2 separate regions of the Oryctolagus cuniculus genome follow, and region 2 is linked to region 1. Evidence: chromatin contacts called from public Micro-C data. All regions are on one chromosome and are shown on one strand. The core of a region is the stretch at or near the end of the contact, and the rest is flanking DNA. Distances in the headings are between cores, read along the strand shown. Region 1 has its middle 42 kb from the start of ADGRF5. Region 2 overlaps ADGRF5 (adhesion G protein-coupled receptor F5).

Region 1 (6,230 bases), core at 1,906-4,405:
TGAATAGCACAGTTGGATCACAGTCAATGTTGGAAGGAGTTAGATCCTTAGATCCCCATCAACTGTCTCTTCATCCCAACAATACATTATAGGGAGCTCTGGGGAAACATGGGCTATTTGTGCTACAAGGCACGAGAATCAGTTGAGAGAGGTTTCACACCTACCCATCTCTACCCCACCCTGGAAAGCAAGGGGTTTAGTGAAAGTTGATGTATAACACTGACAGCAAGTCTTACATTTTCCAGGCCAGTCTGACCAGCCATCTCTGGAGAATCTGATTCTATCAAAAGAAAATACTTAAGATGATAACTTTCAGTATTTGCTGATGAATTGTTTTTCCAAGGGTCACCATATCTCACTTTCACAGACCATGCAATCAGCTTTTTAATGTCCCAGTTTTGAACATAAGCAAATAGTTGAGGATTATTAGGTACTTTGGGAAAGCTTCCAGTATTAAATGCAGAGACCAAAAACCAAAACCATCGAAAAAAGCCTCTATTCTAAAGGCTGAAGTAGGGTAATGAGAGAACAATCAGAGAAATATAAATTGGGGGAAGAAAACCATACTAGAATACTAGAAGGCAGGAGACTTAAGGGACCATCAATGTTTTTCTCGAACAGCATATTGTCTTATGAGTAGATGTTAGAAAATGGAATATTCAACCAAAATAAGTATATCTTTGAAATTAAAGATAGCATAAATAAAATGCCTTGTCAGAAGGATTAGAAGATAGAACTGAGGAAACAACCCACAAAGTATAATTAAAGTCATGAACTTCAAGAAGTTCATGGAAAATTACTATTATGAACGCAATGCACAGAATTCAACTTTTTGTACACCAATAAACATTATTTTTAAGTTTTTTTATTTAATGAGTGCATTTTTTCATAGATAAAACTTTGGGAATATAGTGGTTCTTTCCCCCATACCCAACCCTCCCACACCAACTCCCATCCCACCTTCCTCTCCCTCTCCCATCTCCTTCATTATGGTTCATTTTTAACCAATAAACTTATCTTTAAAAAGTTTTTTTCTATATTTAATTAATTTGAAAGACAAAGCCAGAGAGATCCAGAAAGAGAGAAAGAAGAGACAGAGACAGATACTCTCATGTTCACATATTATTTGAAAGAAATTTCCTTACTGGGAGGATGGGAATGAATTTCTTATTAGAACATGGAAATCTAAGCAACTGAAAAAAAGTTTTACACGTAACAGAAGCAAAAAGCTGTGCAGAAAAGAAAAAGAAGCCCCAGTCAAACAAATCACCTAGCTCAGTTATGAATAGAACATACTGTGTCCAAATCATGTGAAGCAGTTTTGATATAACCACAATAATAACAATGTAACCATATTGAGAATAGGAAGAAAATGAGGGGATGGATATTGACAAAGGAGATTTAAATCTTCATTCTTTGTTGCTGTTTTAAAAAATATTTATTTATTTATTTAAAAGGTGTAGTTACCGAGAGAGAGGAAGAGACACACAGAGAAATATTCCATCACTGATTCACTCCCCAAATGGCCCCAACAACCATGGCTGGGTGAGACAGAAGCCAGAAGCCAGAAGCCAGGAGCTTATTCCAGGAGCTTATTCCCACATAGGTGTAAGGGCCCAAGGACTTGGGTCATCTTCCACTCCTTTTCCTAGAAATATTAATAGGGAGCTATATTGGAAGGGGAGCTATATTGGAAGTGGAGCTGCTGGGAACTTGAGCCACCACCCAGATGGGATGCTGGCATCACAGGCAGAGGCTTAACCTGCTACGCCATAGCACTGACCTCTTCAAGCTTTGTTTTTGGAAATCAATACAACTGTGTAATCAAGTAGCAGCATTATAATCACATTATTTAGAAACAATGGAATAACTATTTTTAAAATGAGGTAAATCAGTTGAACATGATTATCTCTGAAAAGCAGAGAATTGCATTATTACTTGACCCTTACAGTCCTATGTGTGTAACTTTGATTAAGTACCCACAAATGTGCATAGATAGGAGAGAACATCATGGATTCCCTAACTTTGGAAGTTCCTTTGATTCATTTTTTGAACGCAGAGTCCACTGTGCTTTTTCAGCTTTGAGATGCCTGTAAGAAATCCAATTTGAAATGTCAATTGGGTATTCTTAATCTATCACTCAAGGGCAAATGTGGACTAGAGATACACTCTTAGGGTCACCGGCAAAATGGTGGTGTTTAAAGCCTTGGGAGCAGGTGAAATCATTGAGCAGAAAATAGTGGAAATGTGAGAAGGTTCTTGAGGCACCACATCATTTAGATGCAGGGAACAAGAGGAAGATCAAACAAAAGAATGGAAAGGCACAGCCTGTGCGGTAGGAGGAAAACATGTTTCAGACACTAAAACAATCATTTTAAAAATATTTATTCATTTGAAAGGCATAGTGGCAGAAAGGGAGAGATAAAGAGAGATCTTCCATCCCCTGATTCACTTCCCAAATGGCCACAACAGCCAGGGCTGGGCCAGCCCAAAGCCAGGAGCCAAGCTTCCATCTCCACGTGTCAGGATTCCAAGCACTTGGACCTCCTTCCAGTGTCTTCCCAGGCACATTAGCAGAGAACTGGGTCAGAAATAGAGCAGCTGGGACTTGAACAGGATCTTGAACCCATGCTCTGATATGGGATGCCAGTATCACAAGTGGCAGCTTAACATGCTGCGCCGCAACACTAACCCTTAAGAGAAGCATTTGAAAGAGGATTATAAGATAGAGTATAAGATGGCATTTGAGTTCAATAAGGAAGATTAAGACACTGACTTGACTATTTTAGTTTGAAACACAAAGGGTGCTGATGTACTAATGTAATAGGCACTCTGAGTAAGACATTCCATCACTGGAGTTTCACATGGAATGCATAGAAAGGAACCACATTTAGATTTCTATGGCCTTCTGTTGCATAAGCTCTCCAAGACCTCTGAGTAGCTATTTTAGAACAACTAACCTCCACCATTGTCCTAATGCTTCCATAACAAATGAAGGGCTTGAGAGAGGTTCACTCTGTAGCCTCTAGAATGTTTCTCAGACTTACGACACTTTTGGTAAAAGCCTCAAATGTAGTTCCTTTCAAGTGCTTCTACAGTACAAAGACAACTTGCCTTAGCTAAGAAGGCAGTGGAACTGTACTATGATTACCCTTATTCAACTTTAGGGGGCAGGCTCTGACCAAGAAATAAATTCTGGACAAATTGCTCCAAGTTTAAAGACACCTTAGATCCACCTTAGCATTGGTGGGTGGTGGTATAAAAAGCATTGCAATCCTCCCTACTCTAATTAGGCAAGATTTACATCATTGCTGCTATGTTTTGTATAGCAAAAGAGATTAGGGATCTATGAACTTAATAGCTCAGTTTCCAGATGGCAAACAATATCTCTGTTTCCTGGGTTGATGCCCAACAGTGCTGGTAAACATAGAAGGCTGCTGCTAGGCAAAACAAGAATTAGGCAGATTGGGCACGCAATTTTCTCCTACGGGAAAGCAGTGCTTTATTTATCTTGGGGATATGTCAGTGGAATGTACCTTAGACATCTTGGGTAAATACAGTTAGTTCAAGCTCATGGTGCAAAATAGATGGTGAATATCCTGTGCCTTTTGGATTGAACTCTTAATTTGCGAAGAAATAATTTGGAAAATTTTATGGTTTTGTCAGAATTAAGCCACGCTTCCATGGAAGAATTACCCAAATTTTTTACAGATTCAATTGTGTTTCCAAGGCCTTCAGGGCAGAGGGAAGGAAAGCCAAACAACAAACATAAAACAGTGATTTGCGTGCAGAGCAGGGATTTCCCAGGTCCTCAAGGGCTGGTGGCGAAAAATCAGGGATGCTTGGCAGACAATTCCTCAAGCCTCACTGCCGTGGTCCAGGATTGCCTCAGCAAGTTCAGGTCCTTTGTTCAAAAACATTCCTCATCCAATCTTACTTGTTGCTATTGGAAACAGCAATAGATCATATTTTATTCACAGGGGTTTATTGCTTTGTTATAAAAATCAAGCCTTAAGGATATCCTTTCAAAGAATACTATTTCTAACACCAAATTATGGGGAAATTTTTCCAAACACTTTACCCTCAATTCTCCTGATAACCTGGGCACAGCCGTGGAGGGGCAGGAACCAAAGAATAAAGAAATGAATAGGGAAGATGCCTGTAGTTCACTGATTGCCACCGATTCTCCCCAGATGGGTCTGCCTTTCACCAGGCTCCATCCTAGCCAATTATGTCTAGTTCTATTTCCTTGATTGGCTGTAATGTGGAGACTTCTCTTGAGACAGGGAGTCCTGGGGCTCCAGCTTACTCCTGTGGACTCTACATTTTAGTTCCACTTCTGCAAAACCATGCATCTGAACTCATTAGAGATGCTTTCCAGTCCCTTCCAGCCCTGACTTGCTACAATTCTGTGTCTTTTCCTAGGTAACGCCCTGGGAGAGGAGACCACTGTAGAATACCAGCCCAAATGGGTTTGGCAAGACCTTATCTTGCTGGATAGGAATAGCAGACAAAGCATCGCCAACAGCTACATTATGCCAACCAAAAGGGAGGGAACACCCTTTGGAATCCCGACCTGATGCTAAGCCAGAGCAGAGGAGCTCCTCAGTATGATGTGCTGCCAAGGCACACACTGGTTTGATGGATAAGATTTCCTGGTTCCTAGATCTCAGCCACATCCCTCAACAGGGCATGGGCAAGGCAGCTGTGAATTCCATGACAATGTGCAGCTGGGCACAGCCAAGGATAACTGTTTGCAGCATTAAAGCTTTGCCTGGTGCTGGTGATAATGTGGCTTTGTTTTCCTGAAGTAGGCTGGACACAAGAACTAGCTCCATCTGTCTTCCACTTCACCTGACTGTGGGAAATGTTATGTAGTGTCCTCACCTCCACTAAACCACCCCCAATAACTTTAAAAGGAATAAATATAAGACATGTTAATTACTTCCAGAATTCATATTGACACCTGTTCACATATAATATTTTGCAGGAGGATGTAGTGCACATGACCTGCTTTGTCTCAGACTAGAGAATGATTCTCATAAGTGTTCTTCAAGGAGCAGCAGCAGCAGCAGTGCTACATTGAACTTGTCAGAAATGTCAGTTGTTGGACCCCACCCCAGAACTCTGCAGTGGGGCCCAAGGAACTGTGTTTTAGTGACCCTGCTGTATGCTGAAATTTGGAAACAGCCTGGTAGTTAATATATTCACATCTCACACTGACACACCTGGGTTCAGTTCCCAGCTCCAGCTCCTAACTCCAGCTTCCTGCTAATGTGGACCCTGGGAGACAGCAGTGCCGACACAAATGATTGGGTTTCTGCCATTTACATAGGCATTTATGTAAGAGACCTGGATTGAATTGCTAGCTCCCAGGGTTGTGGGCATTTGAAGAGTGAACCACTGGATGGGACTTCTCTCTATCTCTCTGTCTCTTGCCTTGCAATATATATATATATATATATATATATATATATATATATATATATATATTATATGCTTAGAAAATATCAACAAACCATGAGCATAACTTCTAGTCAGGACATTTCCACATGTGCCAGGCTCTCAGGCTCCTGAGATGCAATCTCTAGCCCATGTCTTTTGCTGCCTTTTGTTTTCTACTTTAAGGAAGCCCAGCTGCCAGTCTCTGAGAACTTTTCTGGCCTCGCTTCCTTTTTCCCTCCTTCCAACCCCTCTATATTCATTACATTGCCTTATCCTGGTATTGCAGGTGATGGAGGGGTCATGAAAGTAATACACATGAGTGAGTGTTTAAGAGAATCCAAGTTTACATTCAAAGTGTAAGTGCAAGATGTATAGGAGGTGTGGCTATGAGGTACTAAGGTTGCCTCTTTGTTTCTCAGAAAGGAGTTTTCACTTATATTTGTTTATTCATTCAAGGAGGCCCAGTACAATGGCCAGAAGCAAAGAATCTGGGCTGTACATCTTCAGCGTAGAACTTACGCTTAGTTGTCTTCTCTCCCTACATCCCCCAGTCCTACATCCTGCCAATCCAACATCACAGTCAAACCTCAAATTAAAGTGTTATTCTGGTGTGCTCTCTCCAGAGCAGTCAATACTCTAGCTTAATGTACAACAATATGCAATGGACACACATGGGATTATGAGCAACGTGGCTTAATACACGACATGATTGTGACCAGCTTTGTGGTGCAGCAGGTTAAACTCTGGCTTGTGATGCTAGCATCCCATATTAGAGGGCTGCTCTA
Region 2 (6,230 bases), core at 1,835-4,334, 150 kb after region 1:
CAATCACAGTTGTAGAAGAAAGTAGTTCAGGGGTCTACAAAGGACAGGAAATCAAGAGGCTCGTGTGGCCCTGAGATCACCGTTTCTTAACCAGTGGTGACTCCAGGGATGTTGGTAGCCAGTCTCTGAGGGAGGGAGACACAGCGGCTCAGACATTGCTGCAGGTTGGGCCTTGTGGTCCACTTGACTGGAAAGCTCCCAGGGTTCCCCATGCTCGTGACCTCGCTCAATATCATGAATCACAACTTTCTCTCATTAAGGGACCTTTCAGGGATGGCGAGATTGGGGCACTCACAAATGAGCGATTAATAGAAACATCAGGAATAGTCTCTGAGACTCCTGTAAGCCCCCGATAACACATCGTCCCCATGGATAAGTCATTTCTTCCCATTTCTCATCGTTTAGATTGGTAAAGAGGTAAATAAGTGTTCACGGATTATTCAGAACATAGCTGGAGAAGACCAGTCTTCTGTGGTTTGTGTAGAGAACGTCAGAGAGAACTGTGTTGGAAGACTTCAGGGAAATAAGTGACAGGGAAACAAGACAGACACAGCTGCCGGGGAGTGCAGAAGGGTGGTGTGTGGAGTTACTCCGAGGTGAGAGGGGCAGAAAGGCACCATCATGGGAGAATACAAAGGAAACATTGCAGTCCTAGAAATGCCCCTCAAGTGGAATGAATTTTATCCATGTCATGTGACTGTGAAGCCCAAGAGGTCCTCTGTGTGCCAAGGAGAAAGCCAGCCATCCAGACCAGCGAAAGTCTGGTTCTTCTAACGTCTACAGTGAAAGAGGATCTTGCCATGGAGATATCTATCTTTTGCAGTTTTTAAAAGGTAATGGAAATAGCGGCTCATTCTTTCCAAGAAGATGCCAGCTTTGAAACTGGATGCTTTGGGTTTTGACAATTATGACTCAGGATCTTAAATCATGCCTTAACAGTCTGCCAGCACACCCTTGTCTTCCTTTTCCATGCTTGTAATAATAAAGTATCTCATGAGATTTTGTGAGCTTTCTGTGTCAGTTGGGTACTCTTGGGCAAGAAGTTGGCATTGTAGTTTCAGACTTAGCCACATTAACCAGAATTTTACCTCCATTCTGTAAACAGCGAGTGATCTTTGTCATTTTCCAGCCCTGGGAAACAACAGAGCTTGCAACTGAGCCCAGTTATTGCAGGGCTGGTGGCTTCTTTCCCACCATCCACACTCCCGGATCACATGAGGGTTCAGCACCTTAGAGAGGATTTCAGCAGGCGTCCTGGAAGTGACATTTTCCCAGCCCAATTGTCTGGGATACAAATGGATGTCTAGCCCAACAGTTGTATGTGGGACCATTGCCATTTTCACTGTGAGCTGAAAATAGAGTCTGCATGTCCTGTAGACATTCGAGACAACAACCATATTTCATACATGCTGTCTGTGATTATATCTCCCTCAAAGTTCAAGTGTTGGAAACTTCAAACTCGTATGTGAATAGTGTTTGGAGGTGATCCTTTGTGAGGCAGTTAGGATTACATGAGTTCATGAGGCTGGGATTGGAGGATTTCTAAGAGAGACCTGAGCATGCACACTTGCTGTGTCTCGCTGTGGGATGCCCACCAGCAAGCTGTGATACAGCAAATGGCCCTCACCAGATACAGAGCAGATGCTGGCGCCATCTCTTGGACTTCTCAGCCTCCAGAATCATGAGCCAAATAAACTTCCCTTCTTTATAAGTTACCCAGATATTTCATTATAGCAACAACAATGGACTGAGACCATGAGCTTCCTACTCGCAGTGAATATGGAATGCACAGAGGAAGAAAGCAGGAAAGCCAGGACATTATTGAAGCTAGTTACGGTGCCCGCTGCCTGTTACTTGTCTCCAAACACCATTTCATGTGGTGTGGCTGGGCCTGGGAGGCCTTGGTTATGGTGTCCTGTGTTTGGGATTGAGCCATCATTTTTAAATGATAATTTTATAAATGTCTATTCTTTCCCTTTTGCCTGGGAACTTCGACATAGAAGAGCTGAAAGGCCAGCTCTGTCCCTGACAAGGAGAGAGCTGAGTCTGTTTGCACTCCAGAGTTTTTCTTTTGTTCTTTGGAGATTATGTATTTATTTAAAGAGAGAGGGAGATAAAAAGAGAGAAATTTTCCATCTGCTGGTTCACTCACCCAAAGCCCATAACAGTTGGGGCTGGGCCAGGTGAAAGCCAGGAGCCCAGAACTCCACTGAGGTCTCCCCCATGGGTGGCAGGTACCCACATATTTGAGCTATCACCTGCTGCCTTCCATGGTGCACAACAGCAGGAAGCTGGATCAGAAGCTCAGAAGAGCCAGAACTCAAGCCAGGCAGGTGCCCCAAGCTGGCACCTAACCCGCTGCACCACAAAGTATTGACGCTAATCAATCAATTAAATCCCAGAATTTTGGACCCTGCCGCCATTCTTTGAGCCAATTTCGAAAGTTGCAGCCTTATCTCCTTTCTCCTGCCCGCCAACCCCCACCCCCAGTGGTGGTGGGAAGAGACGTCTGATTTTGATTAGCGGTGGAAAATTGTGCATCCATTGACTGTTCTGAAACCGTGAGCTTTTTCCCATGCCCCAGGAGCGCTCTCACAGCTGTACTCCTCCTCCAAGTCTTGCCAGTCTTCTCCAGCTGGGTTAATGAGTGACAGCTGGCCTCCCAGAGCTGGAAGCCAGCGCTTCTCCTAAGACTCGACCGCCACCTGGTGGACGGCAGAGGAGGCGTTTCCAAGATCACAGAGGTGATGTTTGGCCAGTGGATGACGTGCCTGTTTGGCACATACAGAGGAATAATTTGGGTCATATGAATAGGTTGAAGGCAGGGCCTGCAGGAGGAAAGTAATTGGAAATAAAGGGCTCACTCTCACTCCCCACCTCGCAGAGACAGCGATGGGGGCATGGAGAGAGAGAGCTCTCCAGTCAGAGAATGTACATTTCTGAGATATACTAGCTAGGCTAACTCCCTCCTGTTTCTTTCCAACATTGCTGATTGAATCTTATTCATGGAACCCACAGCAAAGCTAAAATCAGCCCCAGGAATGGCCTGGCCTACCCTCTCTGGATGGGCTGCTGGAAGGCAGCTGAAAGAAGCCAAATGCATTCCTTCCGCGTTTCATGGACGCTTAACACCTTCTCCAGTGGCGCGGCTGCAGGAGGATGAACTTGGACGGCCCTATTCCCTGTTCTAAGTCATCTCGTTGAGAATTATTGCCAGGCTGGATTTTCATATTCAAAGCACACTGCGTCTGCTGCTGTCCCTGCACTGGCTGACACGCAGCCAGCTGCAGAGGCCCAGTGCTGAGTTTGGTCTGAGAAGACTCAGGAGAAGCAAACAGGATGGTGCTGAGTTGGGGCAGCCACTTTCCCAGTGTGGGAGAAAGCTGTATGTGGCGGGATGCTGCTCAGGCCCCTCTGAATCCCTAAGTGGTACATTCATTTAAAAGAAAAAAAAAAAAGGTTAACATGCAAATACCTCTGGCAGAAGCACAGAGCAACTTCAGTTTACCCTCAGGTGAAAGTGATGGCTCTATGAGGATACTTGAAAGAGTTCATGGAAAAATGAAATTTAAAAATAAGTTTCTTGGGGTCAGCGCTGTGGCATAGCAGGTAAAGCTACCACCTGCATGCCAGCATTCCATATGAGCACCAGTTCATGTCCTGGTTGCTCCGCTTCCCATCCAGTTCCCTGTTGACACACCTGGGAAAAGCAGCAGAGGATGGCCCAAGTGTTTGGGCCCCTGCCATCCACATGGGAGACCTGAATGAAGCTCTGGCTCCTGGCTTTGTCCTGGCCAAGTCCTGGCCATTGCAGCCCTCTGGGGAGTGAGCCAACAGATAGAATATCTCTCGCTCTCTGTCTCTCCCTCTTTCTGTAGCTTTGCCTTTCAAAGTAAATAAATAATAAGTCTTAACAAAAAAGTGTCTTTTGCTACATTTTTGAAATCTCTGCCTAGTTTTTCTGTAATATGCATCTTAATGGACTAGGGGAAAACATCTCGTGCAACTGTGCTAACCAACATTTACCAAGCTCTTAGTGTATCTGGTGTTTTTCTAAGAGCTGTAAAGGTATGATCTCATTTAAGCCCCATAACCACCCAAGGCTGAGTTAATATTTTTCTCTTCATTTTTCAGATGAGAACACTAAGCACGGAAAGATTAATTACTTGCCCCAGGGTCACACAGCTACTTAGGAAATATATACTGAGTGTCTGACCTAGCCCATGTGTACATAGCCACTACGTACCTTCTCAGCACCAATGACTTTCTATAAAGTCAGCTGCTATTATGGGGAGAGTTCTAAGTACACAAAATGAGTGTAAGAGGAGAACAGAGACAGAAAGAGGGGAGAAGTTAAGGCCTCTCCAAGCTACATCTCACTTTAATTTCACACAGGAGCAGCCCCGAGTTGGAAGGACTGGTGTCCTGGGCAGACTGGAGAGCCTTCTTCATTCTCTGAGGGTCCATCAAAGGATTCCTGCTGTGTCACTTGATGGAAAGTCAGTTGGCCACCTGGTGGACGCCCCAAAGGGAAGTGTGACTGAATGTGCTGTTTTAACTTTTAGTCTTCATTCAAATGATCCTCCCAGGAGATCCCGATTGCCAATGGTGTTATTTTTATTCCTGTCACGGTTCCATCAAGGATCCTCAGAGTGTTGGATGTCATTTAGACATGCAGAAGGAAAATTTGACTTACAAAAATTCTGGGGCTGTGTTCAAGCACATCATGCTTAGAACTGAGACAGTTGCCCTAATAGATCTGGCGAAGTTGTGACTGCCCATGTGATACGCAGGTGCAACCAGCAGCTGATTTGCAGCTTGAATTGTTTGGGTTTGCTTTGCATGGGTCAGTGCCCAGAGCTGTTCTTTAACATTAATTAATAGCTGGTCAGTGAGTATAGGGTGCTGGTTAAGAGCATGACTTTTGGAATCAGATTCTGATTTCCATTTCTTAATTTGTAATCTTAGATAAAAGAACTCTCTCATGATCCAGTTTCTACAATATAAATTGGGATAAGAAGGGGGCACCATAGCTTGTTATGAAATACTTTTCTAAAAAAATATTTATTTGTTTATTTGAAGAAGAGAGAGTTTTCATCTATTGGTTCACTCCCCAAGTAGCTGAAGTGGCTGGGGCTGGACCAAGCCAAAGTCAGGAGCCAGGAGTACCATCCAGGTCTCCCATATGGATGGTAGGGTCCCAGAGACTTGGGCCATCTTCTGCCATTTTTCCAGACACATTAGCACGGACTTGGAGTGGAAGTAGAGCAGCCTGTTCTTGAACTGGTGCTCATATGCAATGCCCGCATTACAAGCAGTAGCTTAATCCATTGTGCCACAGTGCCTACCACATGTTATGAAATTCTTATAAAGCCCACAAAATAGGGTTTGGAACATAGTTATTAATGAATAAAATTAGCCAATGTTTTGTATCATACTGTTTATGTACTAAAATTGCACACACACACAAAGTGAGAGATACAGAGAGAGAGGGAACCCAGACCTAAACATGTTCTCTATGCAGAATGAAAGTACAAATACCCTCCACATTTTTCACTTAATTCAAGTTGGGAGTCTTTGAAAGTAATCCCAAAGATACATGGCATCCTAAATAACCATGTTACCAAAATGTGGGATTAAATCATGCCCAGTATGAGACCAGAATGAGAGAAGTCATATAACAAGGTCATGAGGTTGGTTCGCTTCCTTGTGTCAGCCTCTCAAGGCAGCTTTGGTGATCTCATGCATTACAGGATTTTATTTAATCCTCAAGTTAATTCCACAATTCGTTACCTTTATAGTTGAGTCAGTTGTGAGCAGCCACAGCAATAAATCTCTCGGTCACAATGAACAGAAGCACAGCACACACTAGACTGAGTAAACATGGGTGGTTATTAGCTCCACAAGTGGGGAAGGTACTCGATTGGCACATCTTCAGGCACAGCTGGATTCAGGGGCTCAAGCAGTGGTCTCACTTCTCCTTCTGTGACTTTACCTCCCACTGTGTGCTTATTGCATTCCAAGACAGATTAGTAAGCAAAGCAAGCTGTGAGGCCCACAGACCCTAGACCAAGACCCAAGAGGAGAAGATGTCTTTTCTCTCCCTTCACATACCAGTGGATCCGGTGGTGCAGTCTGGCATACATGCCAACCCCACAGAAGGCATCCCACTGGTTAGGAGCAAGTTTTTTGTGAGTTACAAAGATCCAAGATAATAGTGACTTCAGACA

What was found. A called contact is a pair of places that touch in the nucleus more often than the background predicts.
Region 2: a Micro-C map of ear pinna shows a contact between it and region 1, with 16 times the contacts expected there. The contact joins two enhancer-like sites. A contact is called at or near these places in 3 of 6 Hi-C or Micro-C datasets (ear pinna, psoas muscle and an unstated tissue).

The regions. Positions count from the first base shown.
Region 1 is chr5:123,137,131-123,143,360 of mOryCun1.1, forward strand. No RefSeq gene overlaps it. Among named protein-coding and RNA genes, the nearest start is that of ADGRF5, 42 kb to the right of the region's middle. Within about 2 kb of position 3,156, at least 3 of the 8 cell types and tissues checked have an H3K27ac peak or open chromatin away from gene starts, as enhancers often do.
Region 2 is chr5:123,290,472-123,296,701 of mOryCun1.1, forward strand. It overlaps ADGRF5 (adhesion G protein-coupled receptor F5), which reads left to right. Exons shown (of 21, transcript XM_070074019.1): 21 at 1-999. Among named protein-coding and RNA genes, the nearest start is that of MEP1A, 37 kb to the right of the region's middle. Within about 2 kb of position 3,085, at least 1 of the 8 cell types and tissues checked has an H3K27ac peak or open chromatin away from gene starts, as enhancers often do.